Linked DNA regions of Mus musculus: all the other regions are linked to region 3. The links are chromatin contacts, called in public HiChIP or PLAC-seq and promoter capture Hi-C maps. All regions are on one chromosome and are shown on one strand. Each heading gives the region's core, a stretch centred on a gene start, on an enhancer-like site or on the middle of the called end of the contact. The rest is flanking DNA. Distances are from core to core; before and after follow the strand shown. Region 1 holds the start of B430306N03Rik (RIKEN cDNA B430306N03 gene). Region 2 holds the start of Klc4 (kinesin light chain 4). Region 3 holds the start of Usp49 (ubiquitin specific peptidase 49). Region 4 holds the start of Rpl7l1 (ribosomal protein L7-like 1).

Evidence for each region. Promoter capture Hi-C pulls out the DNA fragments that hold promoters and counts their contacts. HiChIP or PLAC-seq counts read pairs in DNA pulled down with a chosen protein or histone mark.
Region 1: a contact with region 3 is called in a promoter capture Hi-C map of pre-B cells, with 2.4 times the contacts expected there. The contact joins the promoter of B430306N03Rik here to the promoter of Usp49 in region 3.
Region 2: a contact with region 3 is called in a promoter capture Hi-C map of pre-B cells, with 4 times the contacts expected there. The contact joins the promoter of Klc4 here to the promoter of Usp49 in region 3. A contact is called at or near these places in 2 of 39 promoter capture datasets (liver and pre-B cells), 2 of 484 Hi-C or Micro-C datasets (B cells and regulatory T cells) and 3 of 115 datasets of contacts at active chromatin or transcription factors (double positive thymocytes, large pre-B cells and pancreatic cancer cells).
Region 4: an H3K27ac HiChIP or PLAC-seq map of microglia shows a contact between it and region 3, with 5 times the contacts expected there. The contact joins the promoter of Rpl7l1 here to the promoter of Usp49 in region 3. A contact is called at or near these places in 1 of 39 promoter capture datasets (liver) and 1 of 115 datasets of contacts at active chromatin or transcription factors (microglia).

What each region holds. Positions count from the first base shown.
Region 1 is chr17:48,314,516-48,317,499 of GRCm38.p6, reverse strand. It overlaps B430306N03Rik (RIKEN cDNA B430306N03 gene), which reads right to left and starts at 1,338. Exons shown (of 6, transcript NM_177083.4): 1 at 1,015-1,338; 2 at 458-769. The coding sequence starts at 1,072.
Region 2 is chr17:46,644,541-46,647,513 of GRCm38.p6, reverse strand. Klc4 (kinesin light chain 4) reads left to right here and starts at 1,434. Exons shown (of 16, transcript NM_001357130.1): 1 at 1,434-1,539. It overlaps Mrpl2 (mitochondrial ribosomal protein L2), which reads right to left and starts at 1,285. Exons shown (of 7, transcript NM_025302.4): 1 at 1,116-1,285; 2 at 1-124. The coding sequence starts at 1,211.
Region 3 is chr17:47,629,254-47,632,009 of GRCm38.p6, reverse strand. It overlaps Usp49 (ubiquitin specific peptidase 49), which reads right to left and starts at 1,320. Exons shown (of 7, transcript NM_198421.2): 1 at 1,095-1,320. All of the region lies in intron 3 of Gm20517 (predicted gene 20517), which reads right to left.
Region 4 is chr17:46,781,269-46,784,195 of GRCm38.p6, reverse strand. Rpl7l1 (ribosomal protein L7-like 1) reads left to right here and starts at 1,540. Exons shown (of 7, transcript NM_025433.3): 1 at 1,540-1,577; 2 at 2,305-2,413. The coding sequence starts at 1,564.

The DNA.
Region 1 (2,984 bases), core at 89-2,588, 690 kb before region 3:
TCTGAGATCCAGCCAAAGAAATAGATTTCTGTTAGCAGCAACGAGGCAAAAGTGTTCAGAGAAACCAGTAAGAACCAGCCAGAGGCCAGCAAGCTTGGGGTTCAGCTGGCCACTGGCTTTAAGCGGCTGGTGGCCTTAGGGGAGGGGCCATTCTTCTCTACGCCAGTTTTCAGCAACTAGAGCAGTGATTTTTCAGTCTTCCTAATGCTGTGACACTAAGACAGTTCCTCATGCTGAGGTGACCCCTAATCACAAAAGTATTTTGTTGCTACTCTGTAACTGTAATTTTGTAACTATTATGAATCATAATGTAAATATCTGATATGAGACCCCTGTAGGGCTCTTGACCCACAGGTTGAGAACGTCTCTACTAGAGGAAGCTGTTTCTTGAGTCCTCTCCAACTCTGGAGCCTTGCAACTCAGGAAGGCCGAGAGCCACATGGAAGGGGAAGCTCACCTTTTGACACCACCAGGTGAATACTTCTGAGATAAATTATCCTGGTATTTACAGCGATCCCACAGTGATAGATGCCCGAGTCACTCATCTTGAGCTTAGTCATGGTGACAGTGAAGAAGTTGAAGCGAGAAGACTGCTGGATGAGGAATCTTGGCTTCTCGGCACTTTTGCTGACGAAGAGGTAACACAAGTTGTCTATTTGCTTACACCAGATCTTCTCATCGGAGTGGTAGAGCGAATCATACCAGCATGTCAAAGAAACAGTCTCACCCTCCTGTGCTCGAAGTAACTCTGGTTTCTGTGTCCAGGAGCCTGGGAATAAATGTTTCATGTCAGAGAGCCCCCATCCTCTGCAGCAGCAGGAGGAGATGGGTTCCCTTCTCAGGGAGAGAGAGACCCTCTGTGTGTCTATGCTCAGAACTTGTTGCAGGCAGCGGCTGGCCACAGCCCCCCATGTACTCTGCCCTCACAAGCACAGAGCCCCATTGTGCACACCTCCTGTCCCCTGCCCTCTCTTCAACCTGGTTTTTTCCCTCTGTCCTTGTCCCTGTCCTCACCTGAGGCCAGGAGCAGCAGCAGCACTGGGGAGAGCAGGTATGTGGGCTCCCAGGCCATCACTGAGTCCTCCTGAGCTGTGATGTTGAGCAAGAAAGGAGGGGCGCTCTGAAGAGAGAAGAGCAACCCTGGGCAGGATTCAGGAGCCACCACAGCCAGTTCTGCAGGAGCTGCTAAGGAAGGCAGAGACCTCTGTGGATGAGAGAGAAGCTGGGCAAGGCCTGTGCAGTCCTGTGGATCCTCCAGCTACAGCCCTGCTCTGAACTAGATGAAAGCTCTCAGAGACTCTGATCTCCTGCCTCACAAGGCCAGGCCTGAGGAGAGCTGAGAACACCCAGGAGGAAAGTGAAGTAAGAGAATTCTCATTTCTCCTCCCCGGCCAGTTCCGCCACTTCCTCTTTAGCTTAAAGTCTCTGTTCTCCACCCAAGATGCACCCACAGAAGGCAGGTGACAGAGTCAGAGGCCCTTTGGAGACCTGGCTAGAACTCTAAGCCCTGCTTGCCCTCAGGTTAGACCCTCCTACCAGCCCACCTGTCACATGTGGAGCAGAGGCCATGAGAGGAAAGGAGATGGGCATTTATTCTCAGGAATGGAGGAGCAAGGGAGTGGGCAGGAGCCTGGTCAGGGTGGGGGATGGGAAAGCTGGGCATGAAGGAAGACTTCAGAATGGGGGAAGGGAAAGGGGAGCCCCAGGCCCTATGTTACCCCACACACCCAGTTTCCCAACATGCCACATTCACTGCTAAGAATTTGATGTATTCATTAAACATTTTAAAAATAGTTGTCACAGGACAGTGAGATGCTTCAGCAGGTAAGGACACGTGCTACCCAGACTGAGAACCATGACCCACAGGCTAAAATGTGAGACTCAATTCCCAACAGCAGTGTGCTCGATTCCACACAGAAAAAAAAAAACTTAAAGTAAATAAATATGCATGTCAGTGCATGCACTATGAAATATCAATAGCTACAGGCTGTTCCCAGTTATCAGATAAGTAAGGAGAAAACCAGGCATGATGGTGCCTGACTATCATCCTAGAACTTAGGAGGCAGAGGCAGGAGGATGGAGAGGTCATGTTTATCCTTGGCTACGTAGCAAGTTCAATCAGGGCTACATGAGGCCTGTAGGCAGCCGGCCTAACCCTAAAAGATGGCGCCGGTCTCCGGTACACCCTCACCATAAACAACACTACTGCGCAGGCGCTAGCCCGAATCTGGCGCCAACCCCTCCCAAGCGGGTGCATGCAAATTAAAGTGCCGGCAGACTGACCAATCCCAGGAGGACACATAGCCCTCCCCAGTGCTGGGGTGTATATAAGCAGTCCTCCCTGGGTTCCCGGGGTTCCCTTAGCATTGAGGCGTTCCTGCAATAAAGCTGTTGAGAGGAATCCGACCGTGTTGTGTTTTTCCTTGCCGGACAAGGTGAGCACAACAGAGGCCCTGTCTCAAATAAACAAATAAATAAAAATAAAATGTAAAAACCTGTAATAGTGGGGAACCTTTAAATGGAAATGCAGGGTTTCAGGTAGGATGCCAGGGAGCAAGGGCTGAAGCCGATGGGCACAGGACTTGTGAAAGGCTCTGCGGAAGAACGGGACAGAGGAATGAGCGTTGTGCAGGCACTGGGGAAGTGCAGGTCACCCTGGGAGGAGGCCTGAGAAGTGGGAAAGTCTTTAATCAAGTTGGCAAAGGGATGCCAAGCCTTTAGATACCAGAATCAATCAGCCAGTGGCAAGACAAGGTGTCTAGGGGTGAGTTGGGCCTTGGCAGGTTGACATTCTGCAGCTGAAGGGCTAGCTAGGTGACTCCTCACCACTCCCAACATGAAGCAGGAAGTCCGAGGATGCTGAGGGCAGACCTGCAGCATCCTTCCCAGTGAACAGAGCAAGGCAAGCCTTCTGCAGCCACTGTGTAAACTCTATGGGAGAGTGCACAACTGTGGCCGCAGGGTTATTTCACCTGCTCCTTGCA
Region 2 (2,973 bases), core at 185-2,684, 980 kb after region 3:
CTGTGTACTTGGTACGACTCTTCCAGGACACAAACTTGGCACTGCGGTCCGCAGACATATGCACTGGGCGGTAAGAGGGCGACACCAAGGCAGGGGGCAGCTGAAGGAGGACATTGCTCTGTATCTAGGGATTAAAGGAAATATTCTCTTTTAGAGAACCAAGCAAGAAAGCACCTAGACTAAGTTTAGCTTCCCAGAAACATCTCAGAACGCTGCCCCCTAATCTCCAACCTTCACAAATACCAGTGTAATGTGTTTATCCAGTTACTTGGTAATCACTTGGTAAACCTCTGATATAATTCTCCAAGGAAATGGTCTCCCTTTCATCATCTTCTAAATCCTTTCAAGTTCTTGCCTGGAAACCTTTCCTTCCCTGAAGAATTCACTTCTCCAGAGCTGGTAAACTCCACACACCTATCACCACCATCAGCAGTGGTGCCTTTTGCCCAATGCACGGTTTGAGGAATTTTCGAGTATGAATGGAAATGATTATTTTGCTTTTCCACTGGCTGTAGACTAAGTGTTTGGTTTAGCTTGAATTATAAAATATACATTCGCTAAATTCTGCCATGCTCAGCCTGAGAAATGCAGAGAAGCAAGATCAGTAATTTCTTTTCTTTTCTTTCTTTCTTTCTTTTGTGTGTGTGTGTGATTCACCATTGCCCACTACAGACCCACTGTTCGACAGTCCCTAATATCAGCAATAACCCAGTCGTACATTAAAACAGTTAAGAGCACTGGTTCTAGGAGGTAGAGGAAGCGCATAGAATGAGCGAGGCTCTAGGTTTAATCTGCAGTAGCAGGGCAAGTTGCGAAGCCCGTCTGTCTAGCCCCAGAAGGTGTAAGACTGCTGACCAGGTTTCTCATCCCCAAAATGTGCATAAGAACTCTCAGGAGGTCGGTTAATTCAGTCCTCTTCTCTGCCTGGTTTACGGCTGGCACCTTAATGTTACTTCTGCAACCTGTTTAGTAAAGGCTTGCAAAAGCACTTGGAAGCCCGTATCTGAGATCGGGATTGACGGAGAACGAAGGTCACGTGATCTCGCCTAGCCTTGCGGGATCCCGGACAGCCCAGGCGGAAAGAACCAATCCTAGTTCCCAGGTAAGCGGATTACCTGGGCAGCAGGGAGCAGAGTCGGAACCCGGGCGGTAATGGCCGCGGATGCCAGGCTCAAAGAGCGCAGAGCACTCGTCAGCGCACACAGCGCCATGGGCCGGCCGGGCTCCTCCGCGCCGTGCTCGCTTTTACCTTCATCCAGAGCCTGGCGCTCTGGGATGACGTTCCGGTCCCGGTCCCGTCGCTTTCCAATGACGCGAGAGAGGCGGGCACAGAACGGCAGCGCCGCAGGATACACGCTTTCTTGCCTCTCCAAAGAACAAGTTCTCAGCCAATCATCGGGGGGGGGGGTTGCTCGGGTCACGTGACGGGCGGCAGTCCCCGCCCCTTGGAGCCGTCAAAACAATTGCCTCGAGCGGCAGCCATGATAAATTTAAAGGGGCAGCACCCACGGAGGCGGTAGCCGGACCGGCAGACTGCAGGTGAGTCTTTGGGAGTACCCCTGGGGCTGAGAATTAAGATTACACTGACTCTTATTCCCACATTCCGGGACAAATGAATAAGTCCCTTCCTACTAACCTCAGAAAACTTTAGACTGACTCAAAAACTCCGCCCCCCCGCGATTCTTCCCCGCCCCTCGGCGTCCAGACAGTGGGATAACCTGCCCCGCCCCCTATGGGAACCCCTGACTGTGACCTCGAGCTGGTCTGATGTCGGGTCCCGGGCAGCAACTCTGTTCTCACTCACTCTGCCCTTCCTCTCCCCTCAGCCTTTGGCGATCTTACTCTGTCCTCACCCTCGGCCCTCGGGGCGAGGCAGGAACCTTAGACACTCCTGAACTGTGGGCCCTCAGGCTTCGGTAGCCTGCGCTCGGAGCCTTGCTCCGTGACCCCACTGTGCTCAGCAGATCTGCTATGCATCCCTGAACCATCCGGCACTTGCGAGACATTTTAAGGCGCCTGTTAGGTGATTATGTCAGACAAAGCTATGGAAGGAGGCGATTGCCGTAATCCTGTTGGGAATCCTAACCGGGTCTCCCTTCTCAGGGACACCACACCCCTTGCTGCAGGTCTCCTTATCGGGAGAAAGTAACTGCACCGAGCTGGAATGAGGAGAGTGACTTAAGGAAGAAGGGACATTAGTACAAGTCTTTGAAGAACCTGTAGGCTGGAGGAGGGAGGGTGTTTGTCCTGGGTGGGGCTCCGTGCCAGGTCCTCTGAGAGGCTGTGAGGTGGTGACAGAGAAGGGGTGGGACTGCCGGACTTCTGGACTTTGGGCAGTACAAAGCCTTCTAAATCCTTAGTTTCAGGTCAGAGTTTCTTCCGGGCTCTGGCCTGGGAGCCGCCTGAAGCCAAGAGCTTCTGCTCTGTAAGCAGGTAAGGAGACTTCAGGGATGAGTTTGGAGGAAGTAGGAAGACCGGCTGAATTCGGGGGGGGGGGGGGGGAGTGAGGCCAGAAGGTGGTTTGGAAGGAGATCAGCAGGTTGGGAGGTGCTGGGCTTAGTGCCTTTGCTGATGCAGCCTGAAGACCTTGAACCTTCCAGAGCCTTGTCATGACGGCTGCTGTTTCCTGTACTCCCACATCCCTAACCTTGGGTCCTTCCCCTTTATTGGGACACTGCTTTCTGCACAGCTCTCCCACAAGTCCTCTGTGATTCTTACAATGCTTCAGATCCCCTGCTTCCTTTCCCTAACCTATGCTCTGTCTCCAATTGCCAAGTCCTGAATTCCTCTAGCTCCAAGCCTGCCCGATTGTCCTACAGATCTCTATCCAGGTTAATTCCTCTCCCTCACCTTAGTTTTATGGTCAGTGCCGTGGAACTCCTCCTCTTTCATCAGCTTAGCCATGGGGTCGGCCATACTCTTTTCCCTTTGCGGGATGCCCACCAATCTCTAGTAGTATGTCTTTTCTCTGCC
Region 3 (2,756 bases), core at 71-2,570:
CCAGAGAGATGGCTTATTGGGTAAAAGAGCTTGCTGCCAAGCCTGACTATCTGAGTTCAATCCTCGGTACATAAATGATGCGAAGAAAGAGCCAACTTCCACAAGTTGTCCTCTGACTTCCATAACTGCTCCACATACATACAAATAAATGTAATTATTTTCATTAAAAATGTGCCTTACAAATCAAAGGGTTCTAAAGAATATTAATATGCCCTTCCTATTCACAATCATACAATACAACAGGCAGAGGGACTGCAATCTTATCTTACAGAAGTTTTTTCATAAAAGGTACTCATAAAGCCATTATGCAATCTAAAAGATGAGTTCACAGCTCTAAAACTCTCCTCAGCTCTGCAGTCAACCTTTCTCCATCACTGTCTGAAGATCTGGGGAGAAATTACCCCATGAAAAATGTTCCACACAAAGCTGCAAGCAGCATACGAACTCAACGCCCTTAGAGCAGTGACTTCAGACTCCTGCTCAGTAAACTTCCCTGGTTAGTTATTTCTCTTTCTCTCTCTCTCTCTCTCTCTCTCTCTCTCTCTCTCTCTCTCTCTCTCTCTCCATATTCTTCAGTTGCTGAAAACAATTAGGCAGAAATCTGTCTGATTAATAAAAACCAAATGAACCATGTCTTTCTCTCCCCAACGGTGTACTCTTCAATGAGATGCCCTGGCCCTGGCCAGCGTCGTTAGCTCTAAAACAGCTCCTCCACCCACCCCAACTACCACATCCCACAGGCACATTGTAAATAAACACAATTCATTTACCCTTTAGCACAACATTAGTGAAACCAAGAGGTTTTCAGCACCCAAGGCTGCCAATTTTTCTATCCCACAAGAACAAAATCAAGTAAAAATGGGTCTCATCTTTTCAAAGTGGACATGAAAGTGGATTTTCAGGCGAAAGATGGAAACTGGATCCAAGACTCCTTGAAGAGAGAAAAAGGTTTCTGGAATTTCCTACTATTAGGGACAAAAGGACTCACAAATTCAATACACATTTCTCTTAACAAAGAACTCCTATGCTGCACCCCCATCTGGTCCCCCACTTCTCAGTCTTTTCCCCCTGTTTCTAGGTCCCCTTTCACTCACCATGGTTCCTTATCTTCTGCACCAAAGGCTCTCTACTTCAGATCCTTCACTACAGCGTTTGTGCCCTGCCCCTTCCAGACCTTCTGGGGCACTTCAGGGCAAAACATTCGTTTCCCACTCCTGTGCAGCCCACCCCAGTTCTATACCCACCAGGACTTCCCTAGCTTGCCTTAATCTCCTTTCTCTTTCCCCACTCCCCATTCCATCCTTTAATTCCCAGGGCCCATCTCCTCGGGTTGCCTTTCGGCCAATCTTTTGACTCCACTATCTTTACCTTGCTGAACCTCCTCGACAAGCAATTCTCCAGTTTCCCAGCTCACCATCATTCCTTCCACCCCGCTTCTAGCGTCCTTTCAGCGTTGTTTCTTTTTCTCCCAGAACTGTCCTATTAACGCCCAGCTCTCAGCTCGCTTCCCGTTAGCCCTTCCACTAACGTCCGATTCTTGATTCCACCTGGTTGTGATCCAGGTCTCCTGTCTCCCTCACTTTACAGAATTTACACCCCTCACCAGCTACTGACCCACACCTTGTCGATCCCACCCCAGCGGCTCCCAGCCCTTCAGCTCATCCCCAGCTCTGCACTAGTTCACACCCTTGTCACGTCTGGCTCTTAATCACTCTCCTCCACTCCCAACTACTACCCCGGCTCTGCTCCTTCCTTGTCTTCCACTTGCAACTCTTCTGGCCCTGGCCCAACACCTCCCACCTGCCAAGCCTTGCCTCTTCCAGACCCCTGCTCCTAGCCCTGACCCCGGATCCCTCTTCCCAGCCCCGGGCTTCCTAACCTCATCCCGGGGCCAGCCTGGGTTTCTTTCTCACTCCACTCTCCGGCTTCTAACCCTTTCTCTCCTAATCCTCTTCATCTCCTACTCAGCAAACCCTTCCGTCCCCGCCCCAGCCTGCCTTCCCCTCTCTCCCTTCAAACCTTTCACCTCACAACCCAGACGTCGCCCACCCCGCCAAAACGCAGCGTCCGCGCGCCGGGACTCGCGCCTTCGCTGTCGCCGCCCGCCGTCCCCGCCCCGGGCGCCCGGGGCCCGCCGGCGTCGCGGTCCCGCCCCCTGCCGCCGCTCCTCCCGCCCGCTAGGCGCACGCCGCCTTTGTCGCCCCTCACCGGGTGTGTGAGGGGATTTTTTTTTTTTTCCCTTTCCTTTAAAAGGGGAGGGCCGGCATGCCCGGGCCGCGTGTCCCCGCCTCCGAATATCTGCGCGAACTCCCAGCCACTGCGGCCCCTCACGCCCCCCGGGCCGCCCCCTCGGCCGCTCCGCCGGCCCTCCGCCCCCTTCCCAGCTCCCTCCCCTCTCTATTTACCGCCATCATCAGCACGCGCGAGCTGTCACCCGGGCGCAAGACGAGCAGGCGGACCACGCCCCTTATCGCCCATTGGCCCGCCTGTCAGAGCCCCGCCCCCAGGTCCCGCAATGCGCCAACGGCGCACCTTCCCGGCCGCGACCTGGGGCCCCGCGCCCTTTACGCAGGTTTGTGCCGTGGGCACCAAGTTTCGGGTCAGCGGCTGTGGCGGGCCGGTGTGAGAGGCTAAGACGCGGCGCGGCGCGGCGCGAGTCACCGGCAAAGTTTGGTTGAGGTACGGAAGAAGGTTTCTAGACAAAGAGGCTCTTAAAGGTACAGAGTCTACTGTCTGGCCCTCCTCCTTAAAGGGCC
Region 4 (2,927 bases), core at 291-2,790, 850 kb after region 3:
ATGGTAGCTCATAACCATCTGTAAAGAGATCTGAGGCCCTCTTCTGGTGTGTCTGAAGACAGCTACAGCGTTTTCATATAAGTAAAATAAATAAATAAATAAATAAATCTTTAAAAACAAGCAAATATTATGAGATGAGCAGCGACAGTCCCCACTAGGACTATTGTTTTTATTTTTTATTTTGCTCTTCTTTCTCTGTCACATAGACAAGTGGCTCACCCAATATGGGACATATATATATATTTTATTATTATTATTATTATTATTATTATTATTATTATTATTATTATTATTATATGTAAGTACACTGTAGCTGTCTTCAGACACTCCAGAAGAGGGCGTCAGATCTTGTTACAGATGGTTGTGAGCCACCATGTGGTTGCTGGGATTTGAACTCTGGACCTTCGGAAGAACAGTCGGGTGCTTTTACCCACTGAGCCATCTCACCAGCCCCGGACAGAGATTTTTGAGGAAACTTAAAAACAAGCATGGTTCTAGCGCAATCCATGGAATAGTTTAGAATACCTGGTATGCCTGGTGCAGGAGGCCGGAAGAGGTCGTGCCCTTAATCTCCTTTGACATTCATCTGGTAATGACATTAGCGTGTTGAGTGGACTAGTTTTTTAGTGTGTTCCAACATCATGTATCAGTCCTTGGGTACTCAACAATTCCTTGCAGAGTCCCACTGTAGTGAAGTGGTGTAGTGAGGTGCAGAAGAGACACAGAAAATAAGAAAAGTCTCCTGCCCATAAGCCAAAGGTGTAGGATAAAGGCTGTGGGTGGCGACCCTTTCTAGTGTTATATAGTGGCGTTGTCCTAGGCTAGAGCATAAAACAGCACTGTGCTAGCATAAAACAGCACTGTGCTAGTATGTGGCAATGGGAGTAAATTCTGAGAAACTTAAACAAGTGAAGGCTCTGAGATGGAAATGGAGCATTTCTAGTTTCTGGCTCCACTGTTTACCCAACTTGTGCTAAGGCTTTGTAAATCTTAAGGAGCCCCCTGGCGGCCACTGGGAACCCGTAGATATTCATTGTACGGATGAGGAAGCCGAGATGCAGAAAGGTGAGGAATTCAAAGGCTCACAGAGTAGGTGACACATTTTTATTTCCGCAAATCCTCCACAAATAACCGCCCACCAAATGTGAGTGCCACGTCGGTCCTTCAAGTCTCCGGGAATAAAAACCTCACCTAAGCAAGGCGGCCAACTTCTGTAGAGCCCGTGCCGTAGCGGAAGCTGCAGATGCATTGTGGAAAGCCTTTAAATTGTTCACAAGCGGCCGAGTTCGAGACCCTACAGCCTAACTGAAAAGGGTTGGATCCAGACGGGTGTCAGACTCTAGAGACCTTAGAAGGGATGGGAAGAAAACTGGAGGGTTTTTTGCCGGAATCCTGGCTAGCAAGACCTTTTCCCAGACGCTCACATTCGCTAAGGAATCTCAGGCTGCCTGAGTCCTCCTGCGGGAGCGAGAGTCCGTCTCTATGATACAAGAGACGTCGAGGCGGGCCTCTCTACCCCGCCCGGTGAGGCTGCGCAAGCGCAGTAGCTGAAGCACCGGAAAGATGGCGGAGGAAGGGTGAGTGTGTCTTCGGATCTCTCTATGGGGCTTTGAGGATCCGATGCCATCCTTTCTGTTTGTACTCTGGTGATACAAAAGGAAGCTGTGGGCTGTGGAGAGAAAAGAAAAAGGCTCCATAGTATGAAGTCAAGGTGGGGGCTGAGATGCTGTAGGGCTCCGCGACCAGGGATCGGGACGACTTTGGAAGCAGCGAGAAGAGGAACTGAGGTTCGGAGGGGCGAGTGGCTGCGTAGCGCCAGAGTTGAGTTCGCTCAGCTTGGCTGTCATGTCTTTCACAGTTTGGTACACACGTACAGTGTATTTTGATCGTATCACCTCCCCATCATCTCTTATTCCCCTGCGTCTTCCACCAAGCTCTTTCCCCCCAATTCCCCCTCCTGCTTTCATGTGCCCCCCCCCCCCACCTCATCCTAGCTCGACTTAATCATTACTCTTCTTGATGGATCTGTGATAGCCCCTTTCTGGATTTTACTAGAATTTCCTTGCCGCTAGTGACAGGTCATAGCCTACAGTTGTTAAAGCTCCACGGACCAAAACGAACCCAGAGAGCAAAGGTTTTTCCTGATTTTTAAAGGCTCTCGGGACGAGTGAGCATTACAGGAGCACGGCGAAGACTCATCAGAAACTTTAGGTCCCGGGAAGACCAGGATCTCGAATTGGTTTGGAAAGCCACCAAATGTTGGTTTGGCAATTTTCATTAATGTCAAATTTGTTCCTTTATCAGGGAAAGAAAAAAAATTCCTTTGGTTCCAGAAAATCTTCTGAAAAAGAGGAAGGCTTATCAAGCCCTCAAAGCCACTCAGGCAAAGCAGGCACTTTTGGCAAAGAGAGAGGTAATTCTGAGAGGGGGGGGGTTAGGATTTGTAGTGGACGGATTTTACTAAACGGTGTTCGTTGAACTAGATTTGTTATCAGATCCCTCACAGGTTTCTCCCTCATAGTCCTCCATTTAGCAAAGATTTACCCACCATCTTTCTGTGAGCAAAATGTTAGACCAGCCTTTAAGGGAAAAGTGAAGACATTTTCTGAATTCAAATTTAGTGGTAAAACCAAATTTGGCAGGGAAAAAAATAGATTATTTTAAAAATGTTTTGTTGGGGTTGGTTTGTTTCTTAGATGGGGTCTGTACATATGGTCTGGAATACTGTATGACCAGGCTGGCCTCAAACTAACAGATCAGCCTACTTAGGCCTCTAGAATGCTGCGATTAAATTGCTATCTGTGGCACACTTTTCAGCATTCTAGAAGGTTGAGACAGGAAAATGGAGAGTTTGGCTATATAAAGAGAACCTGTCTCAAACCAAAAGTATCCAACAATTTTAAAAGTTTATTTAGAATCACGTGTGG